Regions from separate parts of the Mus musculus genome. Here all the other regions are linked to region 1. Evidence: chromatin contacts called from public ChIA-PET, Hi-C and HiChIP or PLAC-seq data. All regions are on one chromosome and are shown on one strand. The core of a region is the stretch at or near the end of the contact, and the rest is flanking DNA. Distances in the headings are between cores, read along the strand shown. Region 1 overlaps Gm33332 (a long non-coding RNA gene). Region 2 overlaps Gm20139 (predicted gene, 20139). Region 3 overlaps Gm20139 (predicted gene, 20139). Region 4 has its middle 25 kb from the start of Gm40607. Region 5 overlaps Map3k5 (mitogen-activated protein kinase kinase kinase 5). Region 6 has its middle 48 kb from the start of Gm40607. Region 7 overlaps Map3k5 (mitogen-activated protein kinase kinase kinase 5).

Region 1 (4,010 bases), core at 1,105-3,604:
AGAGGAGAGGAGAGGAGAGGAGAGGAGAGGAGAGGAGAGGAGAGGAGAGGAGAGGAAAAAGAAAAGAAAAGAAAAGAGAAGAAAAGAAAAGAAAAGAAAAGAAAAAAAGAAGAAAGAAAAGGATAGAGCACCCAAGATACAGTCCACAGAACTCAAATGGCTCAACAAACTGAAGTGCCCAAGTGAGGACGCCTCAGTCACACTTGGGAGAGAGAAGAAAGTAATCACAAGAGAGGAGGGAGGGAGGGAGGGACCTGGGAGGGAAAGTGGACCTGGCAGGGGTGAAGGGGAGAACTGTGGGGAGAGGGGAACCTGATCTGGTATTGGGTGAGGGAAAAGGACTGAAGCCCTGAGGGCCACCAGAAAGAATGGAAACAGGTAACCTTGGGAGGTAAAAGGTAGGGGGGGACCCTCCAGAATGCACCAGAGACCTGGGAGGCGAGAGACTCTCAGGACTCAAAGGAAGGGACCTTAGATGAAATGCCGGACAGTAGGGAGAGGGAACTTATAGAGCCCACCTCCAGCAGGAAGACAGGACATCAAGTGAGGGATGGGGTTGCATCCTACAGTCACAACTCTGACCCATAATTGTTCCTGTCTGAAAGAATTACAGGGATAGAAATGGAGAGGAACCTGAAGAAAAGAAGGCCCAGAGACAGACCCAAAGTGGAATCCAGCTCAAGGGGAGGCCCCAAGGCCTGACACTGTTACTGAGGCTATGAAGGGCTCACAAAAAGGGGCCTAGCATGACTGCCCTCAGAAAGACCCAACAAGCAGCTAAAAGAATCAGATGCAGATATTTGCACCCAACCAATGGACAGAAGAGTTGAGCCCAGTTGTTGAATTAGGGGTAGACTGATGGAAGCTGAGGAGAAGGGTAGGAGGACCAACAGTCTCAGTCTGGACCCCGAGATCTTTCAGACATTGGACCACCAAACAGTCAGCGTACACCAGCTGATATGAGGCCCCCAACACATATACAGCAGAGGACTGCTGGGTTGGTGTTCATTCGGAGATGATGCATCTAACCCTCAAGAGACTGGAGGCCCCAGGGAGTTTAGAGTTCAGGTGGGGTGAGGGATGGGGGCATCCACATGGAGACAGGGGGTGGGGAGCAAGTATGAGATGTGGAGCAGTTGGAGGATGGGGGGAGGAATAAAATATGGAGTGTAAAAAAATAAATTAATTAATAAAAAAGAAAAATCAACATGCAAATCAAAAAAATAAATAAAATTTTTAAAAAAACGATTCTTGCTAGCAAATGTTATTGGCAGAAACCTACCATTGACATACAAATAGATAAGATTTTCGTTTACAGTTTTTTGAAAAGTTATTGTTAAACCAGAAAGTGTGTATTGGTTAGAAATACCACTTGAATCATAGAGTAAAGTAATTCACAGTGTGGATCAGCACCACTAGAAAAACATTTCTTTTTAATCCAGTTTTTATTTCACTCCAAAGTGCATATTCACTCTATTACTTCTGGGAGTATTTGTTTAAAAGGAAATCTTTTTTAAAAGAAATATTTATTTTAGATAAATAGAACATCTAATATAACATAATACTAACAGAAACATTTATTTTAGAAATAAAAAGATGGGGCAAAGAGATAAATTAAGGATTTCAACACACTTCAGAAGAGATCCAGAAAAAAAGGACAGTACTTGGGAAGGGAGCAAGCATACTTCAGACTGCATGTCCTTGTTTCCCACAGCCAGTTGACTGCTTCTGGGTGTGTCCTCAAGGCTCTGCCTTTGCCTGGAAGAAACTGCCCCTAAGCTGTGGTCTCACTGACTGAGGAATGCCAGGTCACTCCTCTTCGTAGCCTCTGGCATCAACTGGGGCAACTCAGGCAGGACCAACTGGAGGTGCCCCACCCCCAGATCCTCAGCACCTGAGTGGGATTGGCCCCACCTTCTGCATCAAGTCAGCATGCAGCCTCTGACACAGTTACTCCCTCATCCCTGCCGGTATTGACCCTCAGAGCATTTACCAGTTAATTAAACCACTGCCCAGAAGTCTCCATTTCAGAATTGTTTCCGGGGACCCAACCAAAGACACTTGGCTTCAAAAATGATCCTAACAGTTACTTAGCGGTATTTTATAGATAGATTATTTGCTGGCCAATTGGCAATGAAGACCCCCTCAAAGAAGTGTGAGAACTGATAGCAGTATGCTATAGGGGTCAAGTGGCAAACTCCCCTAGCCATGGGATTGCTACAGAAAGGAATGTGCTGTTGGGGGCATCTGAGAAGTGTCACGGGCATGAGTGTCATAAGGACTGTAGAATGGGGGTTGGGGCGCAGCTGACTAATGCACAGCTCCGGCTTCACCGTAGAAGTCACCAGAGTTCAAACTGACACTTGAGTGTGCATGTGGCAGAGAGGAAGTGAGAGCCGTTACAAAAGAGCAAAACAGTCAGAGGAAGCTTCGCTTACCGAAGTCCCGATGCAGAAACTGCCGGGCAGTTAGAGGAAGTTCGAACTGGCAGTAAATCTAAGAGTAGAAAAAGGTGTTGCTTCATAGAGACGTAGAAGCGGCCATCGTCCAAGTCACCACTGCGATGGGGTTGGGGGCGTTATATCTTAAGCACAAGGACAAACTCTGAAAGACACTCCAGGGTGAGAGTTAACTTTAAAACAAAACTCTTTGGCTGTTCACGAACAGCCTTCACACAGCTTCCCCGAGGCTGCCACAGGACTTATTTCAAAGGCACAAAGACCTCATGAAGCTGCCTCTGGACACAGAGTAGCTGAGTAAGTCAAGCTACTCCACATGGGAAAGTCAAGTCCATCTCCACACACTGACGATATCTACAAAGCAATCGGTGCCCTCTACCTTAAGATCTCAACACGGAAATACTTCAATTCTTCAGTAACGGGTACTGCATGGACTGTGTCCCTGCTCAACCTACCAGTGTATGGAACTCAGAAAACAGCATCCGATAAACGAATGTTGTCATGTTGAATAACAGAGTAAATACCCTCTCCAGAGGAGATGCCCCACGGGGACTGTAGCAAATTGCTCCAGACTTGTTAAAACCTTGATTAAATGATAAGTAGGTACATTGGCTCAAAGATGATGGGGTAAGTAATAGATAGAGGTCAAAGCAGCTTGTGTCACCATGGTAGGTAGGAAGGGGGAACTCTCAGACCGTGCACATAGGTGGAAACCCTCAAGGAACTGGTGCTAGGGTCTCTTCTGGTTCAAGTGGTAACCTCTGCTGTTAAAAAGTTCTTCCCAAGAAAAAAAGCTGGCCCAATTTCACACTGGTCACTGAGCCCCATTTTTGCACTTCCTGTTCTGTTTTCCGATGAAGGGATTCCGGTGTTCTGTTTACATGCAAGCCATGTCGGATGTGAACCTAACGTGAGTAGCAGTCCTTGATTCTAGCTGTGACCCTGTAAGTGAGCCTGCCGCCTCTTGACTGACAGATCCTAGAGCTCTGTCCGAGCACCACCTAAGTGCCTAGATGGGAAAGGCCCACTCGAGCCCACTCATCTCTTCTCTGTCTACGCTGCTGAGAATCAAAAATCAATTTCACTTTGGAACTGCAGACGATCCCATGTTGAGGGGGTCCTGCACAGGTGAACCTCTGCCCTCTGGCGTGTTTCTTATGAGAACATTGCAGAAGCCTGGAAGGACAGCCAGACTTGGGAGTATGAGCAGAGAGTGACATCCAGTGGCCGATGGGTCACATTTCTGCTGTGCTAGGCACTCCATTTCTGAGAATGTTGGAGCTGATGCTTAGCCCCAGAAGCTGATGCCCGCCCCTGTCCTCATAAGCCGGGAAAGAGGCATTCCAGGAAGACGATGATTGCAGAACAGGTTCTCCGATGCTTCCTGCCCATGTCCCCCGGCAGCTTACACTTACAGTATAAGCACTCTGCCCTCTCTAGAGCTTTAAAATACATTGCGAGCATGACAAATGGAGGCTAGAAAGATGGCCCAGTGATTAAGAGAGTTTGCTGCTCTTGCAGAGGATCTGAGCATCCTCATAAAAGCCCACA
Region 2 (4,010 bases), core at 712-3,211, 510 kb before region 1:
AATGCATAAAACCATGCCCCACTTCTCAGGGTGGGCCTGAGATTAAATACCTTTTTTGGGGGAGGCTTGTCTGGGAAGGGAATCTTATTGGCAACGCCCACCCCCCGGCCTCTAGGTACCACATTGGCATGGAGATCTCTTTTCCTCTTGTGTTGGTCTGAAATGTTGTGGATGTCTCATCAAAATCTGGAAGGGCTTGGGGCTTTGCCCTCATGTGACTGATGGCCACAGATCTATGGGAGAGGGCTGTGTCTATGTGACAGGGGCCTGGTGCCCCAAGCAGGCAAAGCTCCTACCATCCCTTCAGGTCTCTGGGGCTTCCAATCCTTTAGCTCAAGGGAGGACCAGGCTACCTCTCACAGTCCACTGCTTATAAAATCACAGTATATTCCTTATAAAATCTTCATGGTAACCTGAGGCTGTTCCTGGACAGCTGTTCTCTCTATTTTATCTTCCTGGGTCCCTTAAGACATTTACATTTTAACCCTAGATCTATTTGTTTAACCAGATAGTAGATTCTTCTAAGCTAAAATTTAAGACATAGGACACCATAAACATGCTTTAGCCCTTGGGGGCTGAGGATTGTGGGTATTGTTGGGTATGTGAGAGTTACTATAAAGATGAGTAAGTCTGGTTCCCCTCCCCGCATTGTTCTCCAGTCTTTGATGGGACCCTTTACTCAGTTTCTGCTTCATGCCATTCAGATCTTTTACACAGTCTACTCATTAAATGACACTTTTAGGTGGTTATGGTCTTGTTGATGTTGAACTACAGATAACGTAGAAGCAAAAAGCAGACAGGCCGTCCACGGCAGAGCTAAGCAAGTTGTTTTGACCGTAACCCACAGCAGATGTTACCGTCAGGACTCTGTGTACTGTGATGTACTCTGATCTAGTCCCTCCCCATCCCATGATGCTTGCTACGGCCTACAGAGTTGAGTTCTCAAGCAAAACTGTGCTCCGTTTCATGTGCTCTGTGGTTTATGAAGCTCAAATAGCCAGGTTTAAGAAGTTTTGGTTTCTCTTAAGAAATATCTGGTGTCACTCATGGAGGCTCACACCTCCTGTAATTCTACCACTTGGGAGACTAAGACGGAAATAGTGCTGAGATTTCAAGGCCAGCCTGGATCTTAAAACACCAAAGCAGTTGTTTTTATTTGTTTTGTTTTGCTTGTTTGTTTGTTTCATTGGTTGGGTTTTTTTTTTTTTCTCCTTATTATGAAGACTCCTTATCTATTCATCAGTTGGGATCTCTTGTCATATTCTCTCTCTCTCTCTCTCTCTCTCTCTCTCTCGGTTTAGTATCTTGAGTTAGGGCCTTACTGAGTATTCACGATCCTCCTGCCTCAGTCTCCTGAGTGCCAGGATTTCAAGTGTATGATACCATGTCTAGCTTGGCCAGAGCTTTTTGTTTTAAAATACAGTGTCGTGGATAGAGGAGACAGTTTTGCTCTATTGGAGTCTTATCTACTGAAACTTTTCTACTCGCAGTGGAGTCCTGGAACTGGAGAGAAATTCCGAGGGCAGGTCAGAAGCCTCCACTCCAGGGTGTCCCAGTTAAACCTTTCCAGGTTTAGACTGGGAATCCTGATAAAGTAAGTCACAAAAACGTTAGCTCTTTTCTCTTTTCAACATGCCCCTCTGCACAGCACTGGCCTCCAGCGTGGTTTACCAGCGATCAGCTTGCTGAAGTTTTGATGTCCCTGCAAAGTGCCCAGGTGGCTTGTTTTACTTTGTTTTGAGTTCCCCTGGCGTTCCTTCCAGGTCGCAGTTGCACGGTTGATTTGTTGACTGTGGTTTGAGGTCAATAAGAAGCTTATTCTAGAGAAAGGTGGAGAGAAAACAAAACAAAACAACCACCCAAGATTCAATTGCCCGCGTCAAACAGCTGAGGAAGCTGAGTGTTGTCAGTGGTCGTGAAAAGGAAGAGTGACGTCACTCATTGGTGAAGCAGAGTCGTGTGCTGCCATCTATTGGTAATTCTGTAAAACTGCAGGGTTTAAGCTTTTAATGCCACTTGTTTTAAAACTATCTTGGGAGTGGGGGAGAACTAAGATTCATTTCACCTGCTCTCTAAAGTTCTCCTTCCCAAGCAGCCTAGATCTAGTTAAAGACACTGTGGCTGGCAATGACCTATCTTTAACCCGGAAGAAGCTCCTCAATACGGGAGACCAAAGGGACGGGGGGAATTCCCACACCGGCTCCTGACTGTCCAAGCCGACACACTTCCCCTTCAGGATGGTTTGAGGGAAGAAGAGCCTGTCTGCACGTCTGAGAGATTTCAAAGAACACTCTGTTCTTATCCTTCAGATCTCTGATTGCTTCATGGGCTTTCTGAGAGCGTGTGCAGAGGGGAGCTTTTACACCAAACAAAACAGCTCCTGGGTGTTTGATGCCTGATGCTTCTACGTTCTCCAGTGTCTGGATGGTTTGTCTTTGAGTGAAAAAGGACATTGCATTCCCACCACTTCCATTATCAAAGAGGCTCAGTTCATTCACAAAAGGAAATTGATGCCTAAATAAAGTTAACAGAATTCTATGTTTAAAGGGTTTACACTGGAAAAAATAATCACTTAGTGGCAAATACAATTTAACTAATTAGGCAACTATGTATACTTGTGAGATTTATTTCAAGGGAAATGAATGGCCATGGTTCTGTGGTTCTGTGTGTTTGTGTGTGTGTGTGTGTGTGTGTGTGTGTGTGTGTGTGTGTTTGTGTGTGTATAGATAGATAGATAGACAGACTCTTCTTGTTGGATGCTCAGATACATAAATGAGCAATGAAATTAAAATCTTTAGCCCTAAAGCCACAACAGTAGGAACTGGTAATAAGTAGTTAGGTGGAAGCATGCAGGGAAGGAAGGTGTGTGGAGGGGCAGGTCACCATTTTTTTGGGGGGGGGGGGTGATCAAGGTGTGCCTTAGGAAAACTGCATCTGAACAGAGACTCCAAGTGTGTGGAAGAGTTAATCTTGTAGGCATGAATAGGAATATACTAGATGTGGGGGTCAGAGGGAGTTTGTGCAAAGGACCCAGGCTGTGTCTGGAATGGTAGTCTGAGACAGTGTTCATGGTAGTACAGAGGGACAGGTTGGGCAACTCCTCTTGAGGAAGCTGTCTTGCCCTTCCTCCTCCAGCAGTAAGACTTACACCCAGGGCTTCATGCACGCACGCTGGGCAAGCAAATCTACTAAGCTATACTATAACTTTGGGTTTTAGTCTTAAGTGCAAGGAGTCACTACTGTCTTAAACCAAGGAACCCTGTAATTTTGCACAGCTCTTACAAGAGTTACTCCAGCTGGCCCTTTTAGATAGAAAATAGGCAAATAGGCAAGGTAGGAGATCCATAGGAGACCTAAATTCAGTCAAGCTAGGGACACTGTTGGCTTGCACTGCATTTATAATGGGGTAGGGGGTTGAGAAATGATGAGATTCTGTACGTCAAAATTTAATGACAGATTCATGAGAGCTATGCAAAAGAGTGGTCCAGGACACAAAAACCCCAGGATTTTTTGTCCTGAGCACTGGCAGAAAACTGGCACCATATGGATCTGGGAGATGGCTAGGCAACCCTTACATGCTAGACACAGAACACAGTGAGTTCTCTTAGTTTTCCTGGAGGATACCTGGTCTGGCTGTCTGATCTCATTTGCATATGCAGCCAGAAGCGACCATTTTCAACCTTTCTGACCATAATTCTCCTCAGCTAACGTTTCTAGAGGAGTGCGGTGGGACATGCTGTAAACCAACACTTAGTAGGCAGAAAGATCCCGGCTTGTGAGGCCAGCCTGGGGGTTGTTTCAGCAGCCCTGTGGATGCTAATGTTCCTGCTATAAAATGGCTTAGTATTTGTACACACTCTTCTTCCTGTTGCTTCCAATCAGCTTGGGACAACTCACTGTGCAGGTGGTGGAATGTGGCTTGTAGAATCCATGGACACGGAACTGACTAAGCTTTGTGCTTTATGCCTGGACTGTGTGCTTCGCCTTCTTCCTTCTCTTTCAGAGAAGCC
Region 3 (4,010 bases), core at 1,093-3,592, 480 kb before region 1:
AGACCAGGCTGGCCTCAAACTCTGAGATCCGCCTGCCTCTACCTCCCAAGTACTGGGATGAAAGGCAAGCACCACCACTGCCTGGCCGCATTTGAATTTTAAATTGAAGTTGAGAGCCTTCAGTCAACAATCAGCTTTTAGAAGATCTCACTCTGAGTTCTTCTGGAATTTGTCAAGTTGATAGAATTCTTATTCCATTTGGAGTTTATCTTTGTAACTCTGACAAGTGGACATAGTTTTATCTTTATTCCAAATATTTTTCTAATTGTACCACTGTGTTTATTGGATAATTTGTTATAATAAAACCTATCATTTTCTATAATGAATACCTGCTTAATAGTAAAAATAAATTAAAATTATTTCCACCCCCCCACACACACATAAAAAATCAAAAAACCCACATTAAAGTCTTTCATCAAAAATCTTGCACCAAAAAGAAATAATGCCACTTACTACAGTTTGATAAGATTAAGTATCATTTATTAAAAGATGAAAATAAAGGAAACTGTTTCTTAATCAGAGAACAAGCTCCATCTGTACCTAAAAGACTCAGGATAAACACGCCCCGCCCCACCCCACCCCCCACCACGCTCTAGACGTTCTATCCGTGAGCTTTGCATTCCTTCTGTTCATGTGCTGATGACGCTTTGTGTTCAAGACAAAGGCTGTGCTGTGGTTGAAGGTCAGGGCTGGGCTGCGATCTCCACCACACTCCACCTCACGTCTCTTCTTTCTCAGTGTTTTCCTAGCATGTGTAGTTTTCCATGCGAACAATAGTGTTCATTTATCGAGTTGAAGCATTTGAAGTGAGCAGGGACTTGTTTTATTGGAATTTCACTAAATCTTCAGACTTAAGTCACTAGATCCCTTGGAACTGGGGTACAGACAGCTGAGCCCGTCAGCGTGGGGGCCAGGAAGACACTTAGGGCCTCTGAAAGAACAGCCCATGCTGTCACTGTTGAGCTCTCTCTCCATCCCCTTGTTTTCTTATTTTTATTCTCAAGTATTTAATCTCTTAATTCCATTGTAAATGAAAGTTTTTAAAAGTATTTTTAAGCTGGTTTTTATCTGTATATATGAAATCCATTGACTCTTTTCACCTGATATTTTAAAACATAATTTTATTGCTTATAATATATAATCCTGATATATTAATTCTTTGAAATTTGCTTAACGCATACAATTTACTCTAACAAACCGAAAAGACTTCCTCATAAAATATATTGCTTTAGTGAGGTGACCTGTAATTACATTATTAATTGTGTGTTGTTTCTAGTAAATGTAACCAGCTATTAAACATAGAATGTTTCTAAAGTTAGTTTAGAATTATCTACCTCAGTGGTATTAACTTTTTATTTCAAGCATGTAATTAAGAAGGCTGACACTCAGGGATGGGTCAGCTCAGGTTCCAGTCAGGCTGCAAGATAGACTCCTCTTTTTTAACAGTAACACTCACTAATTCTCAACAGACACCATCTAAGGGATATCAAACACAGGTGCTTGTTTTCTGAAAAACAAAACAAAACAAAACAGCAGCAATGTTTTCCTCTGTCTTCATAAGTTGCTCTTTCCTTGTTGTGAAAAAAAAATTCTTGAGAAAAGCAACAAGGGAGGAAATTTGTATTTTGACTCCCTTCATATGGTTTCAGTCCTTCAGAGACAGTGTAGAACAGTGTGGTGGGAATGAGTAACAGAGGGTCCTCACACCACTGTGGGACAAGAAGCAAAGGGAATGGGGCTAGAAGCAACGAAGAGAACAGTCTTTCAGAACCTAGTCTTCATGACGTATTTCCGGGACACACTTCTGGAATCTCAAACCCAGACCTCATGAAGTATTTTCAAGATTCAGGTGTCACCTCTAGAGACCATCAGCCAGGAAGCAAGCCTCCATAGCTTGAGCCAGTGGGTCAGAGCATTTCTCCTCTCTTCAGTTCCCTTCAGAGACTCCCATTTACTTCAGCACACCGACCTTTTCTGTGCCACCTAAATTGTCAATACGTATTAATAGACAAGTTCACAATATTTGGAAGTGCCACAACATCCATAAAGGTTTTAGATGAATTATACTATAGCTTTATTCACAGCACTTGCACATATTTATGAAATGGAGTACTGAGAACAACTGTACATCACATAATGTCATTTCTGTCAGAGACAGACCACACTCATGACAGTGGCAGGCAGCAGCTTCGGGTTTGTGGTGTCACCACATAGCTTGAGGACATTATTTTCACATGTGTCTAATTTGGTCTCACATTAGTTTCTTCATCATGACACAGAAACTGGCTGCTAACATTGCCAGTAAGAGACCCATGGAGTGAACTGAAAACAAAACTGAAAGTAAAAATCAGTGGTTTGCATTGCTCATCAGGTGGGCGTGTCATGGTCTACTTCAGCTGTGACCCTCCAAGAACAGGAGCAAAATGATAACAGCTATTTAAAAATCTGCTTCATGAAGGCAGTGACAGCAGCAACATCCCAGAAGAAACTATCAGCTATGGAGATAGTATCAGTGACCTGTGTAGATTACAAATAGTGAAGCCCTTTTCCTCTAGCCACTATGATGATCAAGAGCGAAAGGCTTGTTTGTAATGTTCACTGAAAAGGCTAGATGGAACTATGATAATGTGTTTGCTGCAAGCTCTGGGTAGTTCTTAATGACTTCAGAATCATTTACAGTCTGAAACTGAGTGAGTGATGGGTCTGTACATACAGGCGTGTGGTACTTAGGCCTTTACCACTTAGGTCTGTGTGAGTTCAGATGTGCATTTGCACCATGGCAAGACAGCAAACTTAACTGCAAATTTCTCCGAAGGCTCTCCTATTGCCAAGAGACATGTGAGTGTACACGTGCAAGTTACTCCATCGTAGACAGCGTTTTGTACAGAGATAGATTTAGAGCCTTTGTAAGAGCTCCTTACATGCCTCTTCTCTGGAGGCCCCAAAGTACAGGCTGATTACACTTGCCCTGCATGATGACCTGAGTCTATCCCACAGCATTATTAGAAACCAGTATGGCTGTAACACCTAAATGTTCCTGTAAGACCATCTTTCCTATGTATTACATACACCTTCTTTTGAAAGTTTTATACGTGAAGCTGGAGAGATACTCAGTGGTTAAGAGTATATGCTGGACAGCCTGGGACAGGATCCTTTCAGTTTCAGTCTGCAGCAGGAGCTGATACTGTGCCACAGCTCTCCATATCCAAATAATGCCAGGAGAAAGCTGGTCTCCCAGGAGTGCCCAAACATCTGTGAGCACAGGTAAAACCACCCCTTTTGCTCAAATTCTTGACCCAAGAGGGACCCACCCAGAGCCATCAGGACACAGGAACCAAGGAACAGGCAGAGACAGTTTCTATCTGCATCTCAGAGCTGACCCTGTGCCACAGCTCTCCATACCTAAATTCCTCCCAGAGAGAACTGGTCTCCCAGGAGTACTGACACATGGGCTTTCAGGAGGGACAAGCCACAGTCAAAGACAGCAAAACCAGCTAACATCAGAGATAACCAGATGTTGAGGGGTAAGGGCAAGAACATAAGCAATAGAAACCAAGGCTACTTGGCATCATCAGAACCCAGTTCTCCCAGCACAGTGAGCCCTGGATACCCCAACATACCAGAAAAGCAAGACTCTGATTTAAAATCACATTTCATGATGACAATAGGGAAATTTAAGAAGGACATAAAGAACTCTCTTAAAGAAATACAGTCAAACACAGGTAAATAGGTAGAAGCTCTTAAAGAAGAAACTCAAAAATCCCTTACAGAGTTATAGGAAAACATAACCAAACCGGTGAAGGAATTGAACAAAACCATCCAGGATTTAAAAATGGAAATTGAAACAATAATGAAATCACAAGGGGAAACAACCCTGGAGATAGAAAATCTGGAAAAGAGACCAGGAGTCATAGATGCAAGCGTCACCAACAGAACACAAGAGATAGAAGAAAGAATCTCAGGTGCAGAAGATACAATAAAAAACATTGACAAAACAGACAAAGAAAATG
Region 4 (4,010 bases), core at 594-3,093, 420 kb before region 1:
ACTGTTATAAAGTAATTATGATATTTTAATTGAGGGTGAATAACTGACTCTCATCCCTAAGGGGTTTAATTGTGAGTTTCAGAGATCTTTTAGCCAGTGTCACACCGATATTCACAAAGTGGCCCATCAAGGAGCCATTTCTGTGTTTATCAACATTTCTGACCAATCACTCATTAGTCTGAAGTTGGTAATCAGGCTTGTCTCCTCCACAGACTCGAGTTTACACAAGATGTAGGACTTTCTGTCTTCCAGAGAAGTCATATTTTGCCCATCACCTGCTGTGTATAAATAGAGTCCACTTGGAACATAAATATGCTAATTCATTTGCTATCATTTATGGTTGCATTGGCTGTAAAATGGCACAGTTGCATGTCTATCAGAGTTCACACTGTCCCTCAAAACCTAAAATATTTATTCTCTGGTCCTTTGCAGAAAGTTTGCTGAACTTATGGAGGAGTCCTAGTTAAACCGTTATCAATAGCATGCTTGTATTAAGCCTGATCAGGAGAAGTGACGTTGTGAGTTCCATATAAAACAAGCACTAAGTGAGTTTGTAAAGGAGACTTTGCTCCAAAAGGAATTACCACCCCATCTACTAAGGCCACTTATTATAAACACAGCCCTGAGAAGATGGCTGGATAAAGAAAGACCTGTGCCTTGTACATTAGGCAAACCCGAGCATGCCATTCAGGGCCCACCCCAAGGACTTCTGGAAAATAGCTCTTCCAACAATAGCTTTGTGGTATTTGTGAGGGCAAGTTAGATAAGAGAGAGAGAGACAGAGAGAGAGAGAGAGAGAGAGAGAGAGAGAGAGAGAGAGAGAGAGAGAGAGAGCCTAAAATGTCGCTTCTGGTATTCAGAGGATTCAGTTGTCAAAACCAGCTTCATACCTGAGACCGAAATTACAAACAAAGCAGGCAAAAAAGGTTGAGCGCTGCTTCCAGCTTCTATTATATAAGAAAACACCAGAGGAGAGGAAAAGATAAAGTTACCACGAGCCAGTTCACAGTGTGGTGTGTACTCTCATGTCTGCCCTTGAGAAAAAAGGTCCGTGCTAGTTACTTGACAAATCCCACTAAAACTCTTAAGGGTTTATCATACCATAGGAAATTCAGATAGGCTCTCTTAGGAGATTTTAAAGTTTGATCAAAAAAAATTCATTGAAATTGTTTTAATTTTAAAATTAAAAGCAAATACTGAATGTAAGACTTCTAGTCTAAGTACCATAAGATCAATTTGGAGTGAACAACAGAATAATGATGGTGGACTTTCTGGTATCTTATCTTTTTTACTGTTTGAGGGGTCTTTGTGATAATGATTCATACAGGAAGATTCATATCTTACTCATGAGTCATTCATTCGTATGAATAACTCCCTGGCTCACACCTGCACCTACTGAAAAGGAAGGAGAAAGTCCCCTCCCCCATCCCTGTGCCTGTAAACAATCAGGAAGTGGGCTAGGACCTGAAATTCTGCTCAGGAGGACTCCAAACCCAGAGGGCATCTGCAGCGTTGCTAGAGTTGATTGTCGCTTTGGAGAAAGGTTGTGGTTAGTAATGATGGTGGTGGTGCTTGGTGAAGGGGAAGTAACTGGTCTTCCGGGAAGACTTAGCATATTTACAAACAGGGAGAGGGTGGGTGTTTTGTTTTGTTTTGTTTTGTTTTGTTTTGTTTTGTTTTGTTTTGTTTTTCTGATTCTTATAGGTATCATGATTCCTTCTTATTCTCCAAGAAGTGTATTTTATCTTGTCTTGCATCATCTGGTTAGCCACAGACGTCATGAGTTGTTTTCCTCTGGCCCAATCATGTGGCTCAGTATTAGAGGGCTTGCTTGCTAAAGCACCATTCCTAGTTAACGTGAACTGAATCTGTATCTGTTGCTTGTAGTCAATGAACCTGACTAAGAGAGAGCCTCTACACAGTGCCTGAGAACGGTCTCCTTTTAACTCTACCAGTTCTACTTGACTGCGTGAGATCGTAAACGGTATCTACCCAGTCCCAATCTCAGGCCTTCCTTACTTTGAATATTTCATAAATATGTTTTAGAACATTCATATATTAGCATATAGATAGAGAAGCACTCCCACTCTGCTAATGTGTAAAAATGAGCAATGCTTTATATAGAAAGTAATTCATAAGGCTAATATGAGTATTATCCTGCAGAAGATCTCCAAGCTCAAGTTCAAATTGTATGTTTTCATTATTATTTCACACTAATGATACTCTTTGTGGACTATGATGATCACTGTTTTGTTTTGTTTTGTTTTGTTTTGTTTTTTCCCCTCTTAGCGCTGATTCTCTCTAGTCACAACTTAACTTCTTGGTTTGTGCACCTATCTCCTTGGACAGTGACATGGGCATAATCCAAATGTACATGGGATACATGAGAGAACAAATGTAGCTCAGATGTGTGGAGTATAGCAGGAGCTTGTATAAAGACTATTAATTTTGCATGGAGTAGGTTGGGGCATTCAGAATCTATTATAGGAAACAAAAGGCTATAAAAGCCAGTTTCTGTTCAGAGACTATAGTGCTGATATCAATACCCAATATGGACTAAGACAACTAACACTGGGCATGGGGGAGCCATAAGACAGCACAAAATGACAGACATTGGCTGTTTAGGAAACCTAAAAGTAAACAGTAATGCAATCTGTCATGTGACATATCTCTGACAAAATGTCACTTTTGTGTAATTCTGTATAAACATGGCTTTGAGGTAAAAAGGTTGGGCCCTTCATATCTGTCAGCCTTTGTTGTCCCTACCTCATTGAGCCAATGTGCCAGTCACTGTGTGTAATCATGCTTACCTATATGAGCCAACTTGTGCTTGGTCTGCTGGCATCTGCCTGCTTAGTGCTGTGTGCTATGAATAATGTATGTCCTAACTGTCTACAATTCCTTAGATCCCCTTCAGCCTCCGTTCATCCCTCCCACAACCCTTCTTCATTGTTGGTTTTGAAGGTTGGACCTCACACTGCTCCATAGTTGAAGTACACATTGGAGTTGGGGTAGGGCAGGGTTCTAGTAGCATGAGATAGATTTGTTGAAGAAAAAAGAACTTGTAAAAGAACAAATTAAAACATGTGACATATAGATGCCAACAGGGTGGGGGAGCATGGGAATAAATATACACAATGATAAGAATCTGTATTTCATTATAAGACGTTTGAAAGGAGTTCCACATTTAGGCAGGATACAACGTAATAAGATTAAAGGTTGTAGACATCTACTAGCAGGAGCAAGATGCAAAATGAGTTAGGAATCAAGATCAGAGAGCCTGGCATGCTAGCTCACACCTGTAAGATCAGCAGTCAAAAGACTGAGGCAGGAGAAAAGAAGGTCTGGGCTACATAGCAGAATCCTGTCTCAAAAAGTTAATTTGTCACTGAAAAGGGAGACATAACAACAGATCCTGAAGAAATCCAAAACACCATCAGATCCTTCTACAAAAGGCTATACTCAACAAAACTGGAAAACCTGGATGAAATGGACAAATTTCTGGACAGATACCAGGTACCAAAGTTGAATCAGGATCAAGTTGACCTTCTAAACAGTCCCATATCCCCTAAAGAAATAGAAGCAGTTATAAATAGTCTCCCAGCCAAAAAAAGCCCAGGACCAGACGGGTTTAGTGCAGAGTTCTATCAGACCTTCAAAGAAGATCTAATTCCAGTTCTGCACAAACTTTTTCACAAGATAGAAGTAGAAAGTACTCTACCCAACTCATTTTATGAAACCACTATTACTCTGATACCTAAACCACAGAAAGATCCAACAAAGATAGAGAACTTCAGACCAATTTCTCTTATGAATATCGATGCAAAAATCCTCAATAAAATTCTCGCTAACCGAATCCAAGAACACATTAAAGCAATCATCCATCCTGACCAAGTAGGTTTTATTCCAGGAATGCAGGGATGGTTTAATATACGAAAATCCATCAATGTAATCCACTATATAAACAAACTCAAAGACAAAAACCACATGATCATCTCGTTGGATGCAGA
Region 5 (4,010 bases), core at 874-3,373, 430 kb after region 1:
ATTATCCATCCTAGTCTCCAGCAATGCAATGCAGCCGCATGTGTTTGCAGTGGGATTCGTGTCTGGCAACTAGGGAGGGAGGGCCTTAGAGGTCTCTTGGTTTCAGAAACTTTTTTTTAGCAAAGAATGCTTTTTTGTGTGCCTCCTCCTGCCATGACCTGTGGCAGTCAGCATGTTTGTCTTAGGTGAAGCAGGGTTAGCACATGTTGCTCAGAACCACAGCATCCCATTCCTTCCTGTTTCCAAGGCGGCCACAGACCTCCTTCACGCCTGTGAGGACGTAGCTTTAACGTTTTAAATTGTGCATCTCATTCTGTTTCTACGTGTGGGAAATGAGCCCTGCAGATGTCAATTTAAGTCATCAGTTAAAATGGGAACCAGGACCTGCTGAGCCTGCAGCCTGGGGGATGTTCCTTTCAGGGTCCAAGAGACCCTTGCCCACCTACCTACGGTATTTTGAATGAAGCAGGGTCAGCGATCACATGATCAGCTTCTTATCCAGTCATGGGCATGGCAAAGGGTACTGATCTCTTTTACAGACATGCCAGTAAGTGTAATATCTCTCTCTCTCTCTCTCTCTCTCTCTCTCTCTCTCTCTCTCTCTCTCTCTCTCTCTCTCTCCCTCTCTCTCCCTCTCTCTCCCTGCCTCCCTCCCTCCCTCCCTCCCTCCCTCCTCCTCCCCTTCTTCCTCCTCCTCCTCCTCCTATCACAGAGTATCTTAGAAGCATCTCCCTGCCGGTCCCTGTCCTGGTAGAAGACACCAGCAGCAGTAGCGAGTATGGCTCTGTTTCTCCTGATACAGAGCTGAAGGCGGACCCCTTCTCCTTCAAAGCCAGAGCTAAGTCCTGTGGAGAAAAGGACGGGAAAGGGATACGGACATTGTTCCTGGGGTAAAGAGCTGGCTTGCTTGTGCCCAAAGGCATACCCTGTGGACTGTCACTCTGTAAGGAGACCCTGACTTACGTTGTACCCATTATTACAGCATTCCAGATGAAAATTTTGAAGATCACAGTGCGCCCCCATCTCCTGAAGAGAAAGACTCGGGCTTTTTTATGCTGAGAAAGGATAGTGAGAGGCGAGCTACCCTTCACAGAATCCTGACCGAAGACCAGGACAAGGTTGTAAGGAACCTAATGGAATCTCTGGCCCAGGTAAAGCTTCCTGGACACCCCCTTCCTGAAGATTTACATAGGATGGTGTTGTTGTTGTGTTGTTTTGTAAACTTTATTTAATCTTTTTGGTGTTGTTTGTTTGTTTTCAAGACAGGGTTTCTTTGTGTAACCCCAACTGTCCTGGAACTCTCTCTGTAGACCAGGCTGGCCTTGAACTTGGAGACTGGCCTACCTCTGCCTCCCTAGTGCTGGGATTAAAGGCGTGTGCTTCCCTACCCCCTGCCCCCCCTACTCTACTTCCTGATTAGGTGAGGCTACAGGTGCACCACACCACACCCAGCCAAACGCTACAGATTTTTACTTGTGTGCTTACAGCCTAGAGTTGTTCAGGAGCTCTGGAAGTGTGAGAAGGCTGTAATACTTAGGAGACAAACCTACTATATGCTGAGTGTCTTAGCACCTGCGAGGCTGAGGCAGGGAGATGGTTCGTTCTAGGCCACCCTGGGCTACATAAGGAGACCTTATTTTGCAAAATAATAATAATAATTATTGTTATTATTATTATAGCCCTCCCATGAGGAAACAATACAAATTGTTGTACACTGAAAGCAATATGGTTCACTCTTTTTCTTGCTGGTTGCTCTCCATCCCTACCCCCTCCTTCTCCCTTCCTTCCTCTGTCCATTCGTCCATCTGTCCTTCATCCCTTTCTCCGTGCTCCCTTCTTCCACTCTTCTTCCTTCTTCACTCCTCCCTTCCTTCCTATTCTTGTATTTTTAAGAGAAGAGCTGATGGAATTAAGGGGTTTGCAGTCCCCCTTGAGATAGTAGAGTCTTGGCTCTAGTAGACCACAGCAGCGATCACAGGTGTGCTGCTTTATTGACAAGTTAGTGTGTGGGACTTGATTAGTGTCCGTACATACCTGGATGGCACACGCAGCAGCCTACACAGTTCTGCTGCTCATTCACTGGGTTGGTAAACAAAGGTTAAGCCACAAGAATTGCTGTTTTGGCATAAGCGCAAGTCTGCCTATCAGCTGTTCCTCTGATCACTGGAAACATTAGCAGGTGGCACCCTAGCTTATGAGGTCACCAAATTCACACAGGAAGTGGGGGGCAGCTGTGAGCAACTGTGTAGTATGTTAGAATTACTAGACGAAGAACAGCCAAACCAACCAACCAAACACCTTGCCAAAGAAACTATTTTGCGTGGTACGTTAGCTTGCCAGGGCAAAATGCCACAAACCAGATGTCTCACTCAGCAGAAATTTGTTTCCTTGAAGTTCTGGAGGCTCACAGTGCAAGGCCAGCATATTTACTGTCTTCTGGGAATGAATGACCATCTCCCCCCAGTATCCCAAGATGCCCTGCTCTCTGTGCACGAGCACCCCAGTCCAGGTGGATTAGACCCCGTCCTTATTTACGCCTGACATAATAAGATTCCCTCGGTTCCAGCAGGTAGGCCACAGCTCGGAGCTCTTACAAATGTGTGCTTCGCTCCCATCGACATAGCAAGTCCCCAGCATGGCATCTGTCATCCTCTATTAGTCCTGTGAATACTGCGGGCATCAGTGCCCCACAGTCACTGTGAACTGCTGGTGGCTGTGGCAGTGCGGACTGCACACAGCTCTGTTTCTCTCTTGGCCTGACCTTGTCTTCCATCAGGACAGATGGGGAGCCAAGTTCTCTTTCTTGGCACTTACTGTTCAGCTCCAGCGGCATCTTGTCAGCCACACTAGGTTTCTGTGCTGTTCCCTGAGCCTGAACATTCTGTCACCATAAGAATTCCCTAGTACCCACCTTTTGGATCTAAAAGAAGAGTAATGTGTGTGCCAGTAAAGGCTCTGGCTGCAGGGAGAGCTTAAGAGAATGCCGTCAGTACTTTCTGAAGGAGGCCGACTGTGGTCCTAATAGAAAGCTGTCTCAGATAGGGACCACGGTGACCGTGAGGCCCAGGAAACAGGTGTTGTGGCCTGAGAAGGCAGGCAGGCCTTGAGGTAAGGGGTAGTTGCCAGAGAGGCTAGGTGTGCCCGTGCGGATCGTTCAGGAACAGAGAATAGGACAGATTGAGATACGGGGAACCAAGGTTGGATGGAGGGAACGGATGCATGACTTGCAGTTCATGCAGTCATTCAGCAAACACTGTCCATCTGCTGAATGCCAGGTGTCCGAGTTAGGGTTTTACTGCTGCGAACAGACACCATGACCAGTGCAAGTCTTACAAAGGACAACATCTAGTTGGGGCTGGCTTACAGGTTCAGAGACTCAGTCCATTATCATCAAGGAGGGAGCATGACAGAGTTCAGTCAGGCATGGTACAGAGAAGCTGAGAGTTCTGTGTCTTCATCTGAAGGCTGCTATGAGGAGACTGCTTCCAGGCAGCTAGGGTGAGGGTTTTATAGCCCATACCCACAGTGACACACCTACTCCAACAAGGCCGCACCTATTCTAACAGGGCCATACCTTTTAGTAGTGCCACTCCCTGGGCTGAGCATATATAAACCATCACACCAGGTCTGTTCCACATGCAGGGGTTACATCAGTGAATAAACTATAACTCTGTATCTCACCAAAGTTGACATTGTAGCAGAAGAGGAGGAGGAGGAGGACCAGGAGGAGCAGAAGAAGGATAAGAAAGAGGAGAAGAAGGAAGAGGAGGAGGAGAAAAGGAGGAGGAAGAGGAGAAGAGGAAGAAGAGGAGGAGGGGGAGAACTGTTAGCTATTAGATACATTGTAACCACCGCACATAGTCCCTCAGGCCATTATCTGTGTGTGTACTCATTCAGTCCTCAGGATGGCAGGACTAAAGGGTACTACTATTAGCAGCCATCTTTTCCAGATGAAGAAAGCAATACGTAGAGGGCTTGTGTAGCTTCCAAAGCCATGCACCCATGAAAGA
Region 6 (4,010 bases), core at 571-3,070, 400 kb before region 1:
TCAATTACTGATCAAGGGTGAAAGGCCCCTTGTGGGTGGGACCATCTCTGGGCTGGTAGTCTTGGTTTTATAAGAGAGCAGGCTAAGCAAGCCAGGGAAACAAGCCAGTAAAGAACATCTCTCCATGGCCTCTGCTCAGCTTCTGCTTCCTGACCTGCTTGAATTCCAGTCCTGACTTCCTTGGTGATGAACAGCAGTATGGAAGTGTAAGCCAAATAAACCCTTTCCTCCCCAACTTGCTTCTTAGTCACGATGTTTGTGCAGGAATAGAAACCCTGACTAAGATAAATTGGTACCAGCATAGTGGGGTATTCCTGTGACAACTTGACCATGTTTTGGGAAGGACTGTGGAAGGACTTTGGGCCAGAAGATCCATTCAGTGTTAAGAACTCTGTCAGATGTTGTGTAGGAGCTTGGAAGATAACGTTGAGAACAGTGCAGAAAATGGAGGCCTGGCTTGTGAAATTTCAGAGGGAAAATTAAAGACTTTTTTCAGGGCCATTGCTAGTTTGATTGTGAAGATTCTGTGGTTCTGGTTAGCTGGGGCTGAAGAATCAGCTGTGATTAACAAGATACCAGAACTACTAAAGTGAAACCTTTGCATTACTGGGACTATTGATGCTGGTTAGCTGGAGCTAAGAAATTAGCGGTGATTAAGAAGAGACCAGCATCATTGAGGTGACATCTTCTGGGAAGTGTTTTCTGAAAGCACAAAGAGGCTGTGTTCCAGAGTTAGCCAAAGTCGTACCTCATGCTGCAGCAGGACTTGGTAATGTGTAAGAGTCACCCAGGTGGTACTGGTTTTGAAGGCATGAAGGGGTCATGCAGAGCAGCTCAGGCTCGGCACTGTGAGAGGCCATGGAAGGCCATTGGTGAAGGTGCAGCCTCAGTTGCAATTGATGGCCCAGGACTGAAGGGGTCATGCAGTGGTTAGGAGATTCAAGTATCATGAGATGACCACCAAGAACAGCAGAAGCAGTGGAGTACAGGCAGCTGGAGCCTAGAAGACAAGGTGTGTGCTACAAAGGACAGGGCTGGAGAAGTGACCCAAGCCCTTGGAGGAGTCCAGAAGATCGTGAGTGGATCCCAGACATTGGACAGTTTGAGTTTGATTTCACTTTTGATTGTGACTGTGCCCTGATGTTTTTCCCTCTTGAAGGAAGTATTTGAGTGGAGCCTGCAGTTGAGAGACTTTTAATTGTAAAAAGACTTTGGATTTTAAAAGATAATGGATATTCTAAAAGCATTGAGCTTTTAATAAGTAAAGACTGTGGTACTTTTAAAGTTATTTAAGATCTTGGGGATGAATAAGAACTAAGGGTTGAGGCTTACTAGTGATGTATTTGTGTGTCAAGTTGACAAGGGGTCAATTGTACTGGCTAGTTTTGTGTCAACTTGACACAGCTGGAGTTATCACAGAGAAAGGAGCTTCAGTTGGAGAGATGCCTCCATGAGATCCAACTGTAAGGCATTTTCTCAATTAGTGAGCAAGGGGGAAAGGCCCCTTGTGGGTGGGACCATCTCTGGGCTGGTAGTCTTGGTTCTATAAGAGAGTAGGCTGAGCAAGCCAGGAGAAGCAAGCCAGTAAGGAACATCCCTCCATGGCCTCTGCATCAGCTCCTGCTTCCTCACCTGCTTGAGTTCCAGTCCTGACTTCCTTGGTGATGAACAGCAGTATGGAAGTGTAAGCCGAATAAACCCTTTCCTCCCCATCTTGCTTCTTGGTCATGCTGTTTGTGCAGGAATAGAAACCCTGACTATGACAGCACATCAGCATCTGGCATTCTCAGTTTCTCCACTTCCTACTTGCGGCTTCTGTCCCCTGAGGCAGCGTCAGATTGACTAAGTGTTCCTTGTTCCACCTTGCCCCTTCTTTCTTAGGCTCCTATTAAAATACTTTTTTTTTCTTTTTCTTTTTTTTTATTTATCCACAGGTGCTGACTTCATTGTCTTACCAAACTCACAACTGGGTTAGAGGCTTGTTAGAGCTGTGTGCTGGTCCTGTGTACATGACCAGCTCTCACCACCCGCAGGCCTGGCTTGCCTTTTGAGTAAGCCTTCTATTTTCCTTTCCAGTGCTGGGGAGAGTTTGGCTGGAGCTGCTGCGTTTGGTCTCTTTGTTTCATTGTTATGTTCTATTTCTCCACCTTCAGCTATCCTACCCGCGCTGTTTGTGAGTTAAGAAGCTTTCCCTCTTTTTCTGTCTCTGCGGAGTCTGTTCTGTGTCACCTGCACTCCTCTTCTTCATTGCATCACACAGAGACAGTGTCTAACCCACCCTCTCACACAAGAAAATAGGAAGTGGTTTTTATTAACTTCCAAAGTAGATATGAAACTATCAATTAAACGATGGTTTATTGTGGAACTAAGTGATGGGGTAAAAGTAAGTCAACAAGCCAGAGAGGTTGTTCTATGTTGGGTTTTTTGTTTTGCTTTTTGCATTTTTTAAAAATCTGAATATGGTGATATTCAGGAGTGGGCCTGAGTCCCTTGCAAAATGCATGTTTTCCCAACTTCCACTTTAGGGAAGAGTAGAACTTAGCTGAAAATTAGTGGTGGCTGGGACATGCCATACTACACAGAGAAGCACCCAGTGCAAGCCTCTAGGCTGTTTCCCTGGAGAAAGATGATTAGGGTCATTTTAACCTATTCGTACCATTATGTAAAGAGACAGTTCTGCCTACATTAAAACTATAAAATGCATTTTGGGAGTTGTTATTGTGAAACACCATAGTAGAAGAATTGATTCTAAAGGTATGCTATTTGACAACTTTGTACAAATTTTAACCGAATATTATAAAGTTACATTATATTTATTAGTTAAAAAGAAAATCTGGTGTTTAAATATTCCCTTTAAAATAGCTATCAGCTTTCTAGACAATTAGCTGCCTAACAGCTGTTTCCAAAAATACACTAACAGGAAGTAATAGTTCCATGGAATTAAGGACTTAGCAACTGCTTCTAATGATCCTGTTACACCCAAGGAGCAAGGAGAGTGTTGAGAACACTTAAATTAGGGGAAAATGGGCATCATTTTAAAAGTTCAAAGCTCTGATCAGTCTTGAAAACATGGATAAGAACTGATTAAGAGACTTAGGACAGAAAAAGATGTCTGAAATGATTAAGACTTCAGTTAACTTTGGAGATGTTTTGTCTCTTTAACTTCAATCCTGCTTGCCACTTAGCAAGTGTTTGCTGTTTTCATCAGCGGCCAGCCTTTCAGTTAGAGGAGTAAATGCATTTTCCCACAGACAGTATTGGGGTGTTACATGTTTGCATAACACGGGATAGACCGGATTCTCTTCATACACTGAACATTGAACTCTGATCAATGATTACATGGAGTTTTGTTTTGACTGTACACCTTAAGCAATTACTTCTCTCTCCATTTCTTAATAATATAGCCTTACTGTCCTTTCAAATAGAAAAAAAAAATTGAGACCTAGTAGAACTGACTCCAAGACCCTTGAGTCTATAGACACACTCATGAATAGGATACCCAAAAGTCTTTGCAACCCCATTCAAATTCACATTTCAAGTTAGGTTCTTGAGAAAGCCATATGGCTTGGCCAAAAGTAATTTGTCTGGACTCTAAATAAGTGGTGGCTTCCACTAAAGGAGATGCTGCAGTCTCTCCAAAAGGACTTCAGGGTACCAAGAAAGAGACACTGGGGGAGGCCTCTCTTCCACTGTGACTAAATCATCTTTTCACAAACATCTGGGATGGTTATTGTTTGTCACTGTGGGCACTTGAGAAATGCTCTCTGATCCTACCAAAAACCTCTGGTTCTCTGATCTCACAGTCTGTCTCTCTCCATCTCTCCCCCTCAACCTTGCTTTCTTTTATCTCTATATTTTACATGTATCCAGTTTTGACAATGATTGGATATCTATTTGAGTATGTTGGTACTTATTTTCTTACTAACTAAATTACATTTAATATGCTTACAGTGTTTCAGTGAAAGTAATGTTGAAAATTCTCATTGTAATAAGTTCTGTACTTCTTCACT
Region 7 (4,010 bases), core at 893-3,392, 390 kb after region 1:
TTAGCTATTGCTAAGAGGAAGGACTGAAAGCCAGGGTACAGCGCATGGCCAGCTGAACTAGCACTCAGGCCCCACACCAAACCAGGTAGGAAGGCTAAGGTAAAAAGCTCACCTTGTACATATATGTCAGTCTGGGAGATGTAGGGAAAATGATTAAAGAACAATTATTTGATAATAATTAGGATATTTTAGTCATGGTTGAGAGATAAATTTTAAGTTTTTAAAACATGAATTCTATGAATCACTTGTGTCACATAATAATCAAATTTTTGTGTCCAAACATTATTAGCATAATAATTAAGTTTTGCATAAATTATGTAATAATTCCTTTGAGCTGTAATGGACAGTCTACATGCAGATACACTTTGACACACACACACATACACACACACACATATTAATTTATGAAAAATAAAAAGATACAGAGGTTTTGTTGAAATTTCTACCTAAAGTTAGTTCCAAGCTGGCTGTGGGGTGTACTTCTGGAATCCTAGCACTCAAGAAGCTGAGACCGAACAATGGCAAGTCCATGGCCAGCCTGGGCTATACAGATTGATTTTCTCTCTCAGAAAAGATATGCTAAGTCTGGGGAGATGACTTGGTCAGTAATGTGCTTCATAGAAGCGTGGAGACTGAGTTCCATTCTCAGAACCAGCACTTTAAAAGCCCAGGAGTGGAGTGTGCACCCACACTCCCAAACCTGGGGACATGGAAACAGCTGCCCGTGGGGCCTAAGAGCAAAGCTGCACCACACTGGAGAAATCAGGAGGGACAGGCGAGGTTGTCCCGAGGCCGCCACATGCATTTGCACGCATGTGCTTCCAAACCCTATACATGTGAACTCAAACACACAAGTGCAAGGAAGGTAGCAGGCAGCTGGCCCAAAGGAACATGAGCTTATTTGCTGGAGCCACTGAGCTACCGTAGCCTCTCAGCTACCCTGATCACCGGGTTGTTGCTTTGTTTCGTTCTGGTGTTTACTTAAAATTAAAGCACAGCAGTTACAACTAAAATTAAAGTTTAAATTTCATGACAGTAATTCTTGCAGGGTTTTTGAAAGCTGTTGTCTGGAAGTACAGGTGTTATTAAATAAACATCACCCTCGTGGGCTCAGTCAGATAATCGCCTCGTGAGGAGATATACATCAGGAAAACAACTTTGTTTTTAAAAAATAATAATATTAAATGATTTTATGATTTTTTTCCATTCATTGTTCCTCATCTTCTCCTGTGTTTCAGAAAGGTATACACGAGTGGAACTTCGGTGCTTCCTCTGTCAGGGGAGTGAGGTAAGGCTCCCTGGGCCATTTGGTGTACTTAGAAGACACGCTCCTGAGATATTCATAGCATATTTTATTAAATTAAATCATAATTTAAATTTGAAAAACATTTCAAGAACCGTTCTTTGTTATAAAGACTCAGCCTTCAGCCTCTCTCCCTGCTGCGAACGGTGCCTCACCATCATAGATCCTTGAGCTGACCCCATGCTTGTGACTCCGGGGTAAATGTGAACTGTGGCCTGGAGTCAGCATGTGGCTACAAGGGAGCCGTGTAGAGGTCTTCTCCCGCTGGCTGAGCTTTTAGTTAAGGCTGTAAGATGGCTTCCTGACCTTTGTGTTACCAGGATCTGTGGATCCAAGCTCTGCAGGACATCAACCAGGCTACACCCTGAACTCGAATTAATGATGACATACAAATAGGAAATTCATTAAATTTTCCCCCAAGGTTACTGTTGATGCAATTATGTTTGTGAGGTCACAGTGACAAGCCAGTTCAGTTCTAAAACTTTGTCATAATGCCAATGACTCAGAAAAAGAAAAAAAAAGTGCTCTCTCCTGGGGATTAGAAATAAGGTTATGGGTCAGAATCCAATGTCAGCAGTTAAGTGTTTGAAACTTTGTTGTCTAGAAGTCCGGGTCTCTAGACTCATTCAACATTCAGACCAAATTCTGTTTACTACTGTTTGTCCCCACCACCACCACCACCCCCCCCCCACCACCCCCATGGAAATGGGAGACAACAAACAGACTTCTGCAGGCGGGTTGTGCAATATCCTGTTGCTTTTGCAAGGACTGTAGTTGGTTTTGTTAGAGCATGAACTGGTAGAGTAGTGAGTCACAGATAATTTTAGTTTCCCCGGTAGAGCTACCTGTTACCTCATGAGTGATTGAATAGAAGCAAGCGAGATGAAGCGGCTGACTCATGTCTTTCCAATCAATACCTTCTCAAAGCTCTAAAAGCTTAATATTCAACTGCTAAAGCACTCGTCAGCAAGGTGCTCCTGACTTACTGCTGCCTTCTTCAACAGTCCTTCCACTATAGTTGCTCTGCATTTCCATTCCACCTCAACAGAGCTGTTTTACAATGAATTAGCCCTTGTTAATTAGGCCTGGCAGCCCATCCTTACCGTTCTCGTGACTCACGGCGTGTACATAGCATACCTCCTGCCATCTGGTGATTGCTGGTTCTGCTTTGTAACTTCAAAGACTGTCACCTTTACCTGGCTTCCTCCTCTATAAAGAAAGAGTGACAAACCGAGGAACAACCCAACCAGCTCTACAGTTTGCCTGGCATCACCCATGTACCCAGCTCAAGTCAGTGGCATTTATTGAGCACCACCTGTGTACCATATTGAGTCCTATTCTGCTAGAGATTTATAGGTGGCGAAGCTAGCAAGTCCTCTTGAATAATTTGCAGTCAGATGGGAAGGGGAACAACCAGTGATGGTGTGGTGTGAGGTGAGCAATGGCTTACTAGAAATGCATTTAGAGCCGAGAGCACAAAGCCTTTCTTCCTGGAGTAGAGATAGGGTAGCTAGGGTAGGGGAGGGCTCACCTGGCCTGAGATGATGATGACAGTCTTTTTTTAAATCTTGGAAAATAATAAAGTCTAGCCATGGTGACACACACCTGTAATCCTTGTACTCGGGAGGCCGGATCAAGAAAAACCTGAGTTCAGGGTCAGCCTGTGCTTTGTAGTGAGTGTGGGCTCACCCTAAGGCACACAGGAAGGCCATTTCTCAAAAACCAAATGAAGCTGCGTGTCCCCAAATGAAGAAAACCAAAGGTGACTGAATAAGGCTTGATAAGTTACGTTCATGGGCCAAATAGGGACCTTTGCTTGTTTTATCAATAAAGTTTTGTTAGACAACAGCCATGATCTCATTTGTAGCTAAGGCTTCCATGCTCCAATAGCAGAACTGAATGGTTTGGCCTGTAAAACCTAAAATATTTAACTATCAGGCCCATTACAGAAAACATTAGCCAACTTTTGGCATAAACCACCTAGCTTACCAAACTCCAAAGTCTTCATGTTGTTCTGCAGTAAAGCACTTGTTGTGTCCAGTTCAAGCTGGTCCACATTGCTTTGCTCCTTTAAAATCTCTATGGCTGGGCTGGAGAGATGGCTCAGTGGTTAAGAGCACCGACTGTTCTTCCGAAGGTCCTGAGTTCAAATCCCAGCAACCACATGGTGGCTCACAACCACCCATAATGAGATCTGACACCCTCTTCTGGTGCATCTGAAGACAGCTATAGTATACTCATATATAATAAAATAAAATAAATAAATCTTTAAAAAAAAATCTCTACGGCTAGTGCAGTGCCTTTACTCCCTGTATGAACTGTCTCCCTAGCTCTGGAAGCTTCTCCCAGCTTCTCCCATAGGCCGAGAATCACTGAAACCAGCCAGCTAGTTGGTGTGTATGCATCCTGCACAGTGTGGGTCAGTGCAGATAGGACTCATCTCCATACCAAACCCAACGTGTGGCTCATGTATATGTTCCACACAGCAGAGCCGCCCTGCCCTGCAAAGATGAGTAGGACTACTACCTAATGTTTGTATTATTGTCTGGGGAATATCGCTCTTGAAAGTGCTATTTGTAAATGGCAGTGATGCTGTCCGTAGCAGGGTTTGATATAGAAAGCACTTATTTTTCATTAGAGGTATGTGGAAACCTCTATGTTTGTTTGAATAATGTGGGTTTTTGGTTTGTTTCAGCATCTCTAAGTT

The links. A called contact is a pair of places that touch in the nucleus more often than the background predicts. ChIA-PET counts read pairs in DNA pulled down with a chosen protein or histone mark. HiChIP or PLAC-seq counts read pairs in DNA pulled down with a chosen protein or histone mark.
Region 2: an RNA polymerase II ChIA-PET map of memory CD8 T cells shows a contact between it and region 1, with 204 read pairs. The contact joins two enhancer-like sites. A contact is called at or near these places in 2 of 15 datasets of contacts at CTCF or cohesin (large pre-B cells and thymocytes), 10 of 484 Hi-C or Micro-C datasets (CD4 T cells, the HPC-7 cell line, double positive thymocytes and 5 more) and 14 of 115 datasets of contacts at active chromatin or transcription factors (CD8 T cells, the HPC-7 cell line, T-cell acute lymphoblastic leukemia and 9 more).
Region 3: an RNA polymerase II ChIA-PET map of memory CD8 T cells shows a contact between it and region 1, with 7 times the contacts expected there. The contact joins two enhancer-like sites. A contact is called at or near these places in 1 of 15 datasets of contacts at CTCF or cohesin (large pre-B cells), 2 of 484 Hi-C or Micro-C datasets (embryonic fibroblasts and group 2 innate lymphoid cells) and 12 of 115 datasets of contacts at active chromatin or transcription factors (T-cell acute lymphoblastic leukemia, acute myeloid leukemia, bone marrow-derived macrophages and 9 more).
Region 4: a contact with region 1 is called in a BATF HiChIP or PLAC-seq map of CD8 T cells, with 6 read pairs. The contact joins two enhancer-like sites. A contact is called at or near these places in 1 of 15 datasets of contacts at CTCF or cohesin (large pre-B cells), 4 of 484 Hi-C or Micro-C datasets (the BV-2 cell line, Th1 cells, bone marrow-derived macrophages and 1 more) and 4 of 115 datasets of contacts at active chromatin or transcription factors (CD8 T cells, bone marrow-derived macrophages, large pre-B cells and 1 more).
Region 5: an RNA polymerase II ChIA-PET map of memory CD8 T cells shows a contact between it and region 1, with 7 read pairs. The contact joins two enhancer-like sites. A contact is called at or near these places in 5 of 15 datasets of contacts at CTCF or cohesin (embryonic stem cells, large pre-B cells, pro-B cells and 1 more), 78 of 484 Hi-C or Micro-C datasets (the AtT-20 cell line, B cells, the Ba/F3 cell line and 33 more), 8 of 115 datasets of contacts at active chromatin or transcription factors (double positive thymocytes, embryonic stem cells, large pre-B cells and 1 more) and 2 of 9 other capture datasets (adipose tissue and embryonic stem cells).
Region 6: a contact with region 1 is called in a Hi-C map of pre-B cells, with 6 times the contacts expected there. The contact joins two enhancer-like sites. A contact is called at or near these places in 4 of 15 datasets of contacts at CTCF or cohesin (CD8 T cells, embryonic stem cells, large pre-B cells and 1 more), 45 of 484 Hi-C or Micro-C datasets (B cells, CD4 T cells, CD8 T cells and 24 more) and 7 of 115 datasets of contacts at active chromatin or transcription factors (acute myeloid leukemia, bone marrow-derived macrophages, double positive thymocytes and 3 more).
Region 7: a contact with region 1 is called in an H3K27ac HiChIP or PLAC-seq map of acute myeloid leukemia, with 2.0 times the contacts expected there. The contact joins two enhancer-like sites. A contact is called at or near these places in 5 of 15 datasets of contacts at CTCF or cohesin (embryonic stem cells, large pre-B cells, pro-B cells and 1 more), 59 of 484 Hi-C or Micro-C datasets (the AtT-20 cell line, B cells, CD4 T cells and 32 more), 7 of 115 datasets of contacts at active chromatin or transcription factors (acute myeloid leukemia, embryonic stem cells, epiblast stem cells and 1 more) and 1 of 9 other capture datasets (embryonic stem cells).

Annotation. Positions count from the first base shown.
Region 1 is chr10:19,689,612-19,693,621 of GRCm38.p6, forward strand. The region is part of intron 1 of Gm33332 (a long non-coding RNA gene); the gene reads right to left. Among named protein-coding and RNA genes, the nearest start is that of Il20ra, 21 kb to the right of the region's middle. Within about 2 kb of position 2,355, at least 128 of the 459 cell types and tissues checked have an H3K27ac peak or open chromatin away from gene starts, as enhancers often do. A contact at or near this core is called in CD8 T cells, the CH12 cell line, ECoMG myeloid progenitors and 16 more, where this site is marked.
Region 2 is chr10:19,184,195-19,188,204 of GRCm38.p6, forward strand. The region is part of intron 2 of Gm20139 (predicted gene, 20139); the gene reads left to right. Among named protein-coding and RNA genes, the nearest start is that of Gm20139, 44 kb to the left of the region's middle. Within about 2 kb of position 1,962, at least 168 of the 459 cell types and tissues checked have an H3K27ac peak or open chromatin away from gene starts, as enhancers often do. A contact at or near this core is called in CD8 T cells, the HPC-7 cell line, T-cell acute lymphoblastic leukemia and 9 more, where this site is marked.
Region 3 is chr10:19,207,624-19,211,633 of GRCm38.p6, forward strand. It overlaps Gm20139 (predicted gene, 20139), which reads left to right. Exons shown (of 4, transcript NR_038021.1): 4 at 1-324. Among named protein-coding and RNA genes, the nearest start is that of Gm40607, 34 kb to the right of the region's middle. Within about 2 kb of position 2,343, at least 57 of the 459 cell types and tissues checked have an H3K27ac peak or open chromatin away from gene starts, as enhancers often do. A contact at or near this core is called in effector CD8 T cells, group 2 innate lymphoid cells and memory CD8 T cells, where this site is marked.
Region 4 is chr10:19,266,793-19,270,802 of GRCm38.p6, forward strand. No RefSeq gene overlaps it. Among named protein-coding and RNA genes, the nearest start is that of Gm40607, 25 kb to the left of the region's middle. Within about 2 kb of position 1,844, at least 23 of the 459 cell types and tissues checked have an H3K27ac peak or open chromatin away from gene starts, as enhancers often do. A contact at or near this core is called in CD8 T cells and memory CD8 T cells, where this site is marked.
Region 5 is chr10:20,117,433-20,121,442 of GRCm38.p6, forward strand. Map3k5 (mitogen-activated protein kinase kinase kinase 5) reads left to right here. Exons shown (of 30, transcript NM_008580.4): 22 at 713-890; 23 at 983-1,151. Among named protein-coding and RNA genes, the nearest start is that of Map7, 52 kb to the right of the region's middle. Within about 2 kb of position 2,124, at least 46 of the 459 cell types and tissues checked have an H3K27ac peak or open chromatin away from gene starts, as enhancers often do. A contact at or near this core is called in CD8 T cells, double positive thymocytes, memory CD8 T cells and 1 more, where this site is marked.
Region 6 is chr10:19,289,416-19,293,425 of GRCm38.p6, forward strand. No RefSeq gene overlaps it. Among named protein-coding and RNA genes, the nearest start is that of Gm40607, 48 kb to the left of the region's middle. Within about 2 kb of position 1,821, at least 14 of the 459 cell types and tissues checked have an H3K27ac peak or open chromatin away from gene starts, as enhancers often do. A contact at or near this core is called in the CH12 cell line, ECoMG-derived neutrophils and pre-B cells, where this site is marked.
Region 7 is chr10:20,075,244-20,079,253 of GRCm38.p6, forward strand. Map3k5 (mitogen-activated protein kinase kinase kinase 5) reads left to right here. Exons shown (of 30, transcript NM_008580.4): 12 at 1,239-1,288; 13 at 3,999-4,010. Among named protein-coding and RNA genes, the nearest start is that of Map7, 94 kb to the right of the region's middle. Within about 2 kb of position 2,143, at least 104 of the 459 cell types and tissues checked have an H3K27ac peak or open chromatin away from gene starts, as enhancers often do. A contact at or near this core is called in ECoMG myeloid progenitors, Th17 cells, acute myeloid leukemia and 1 more, where this site is marked.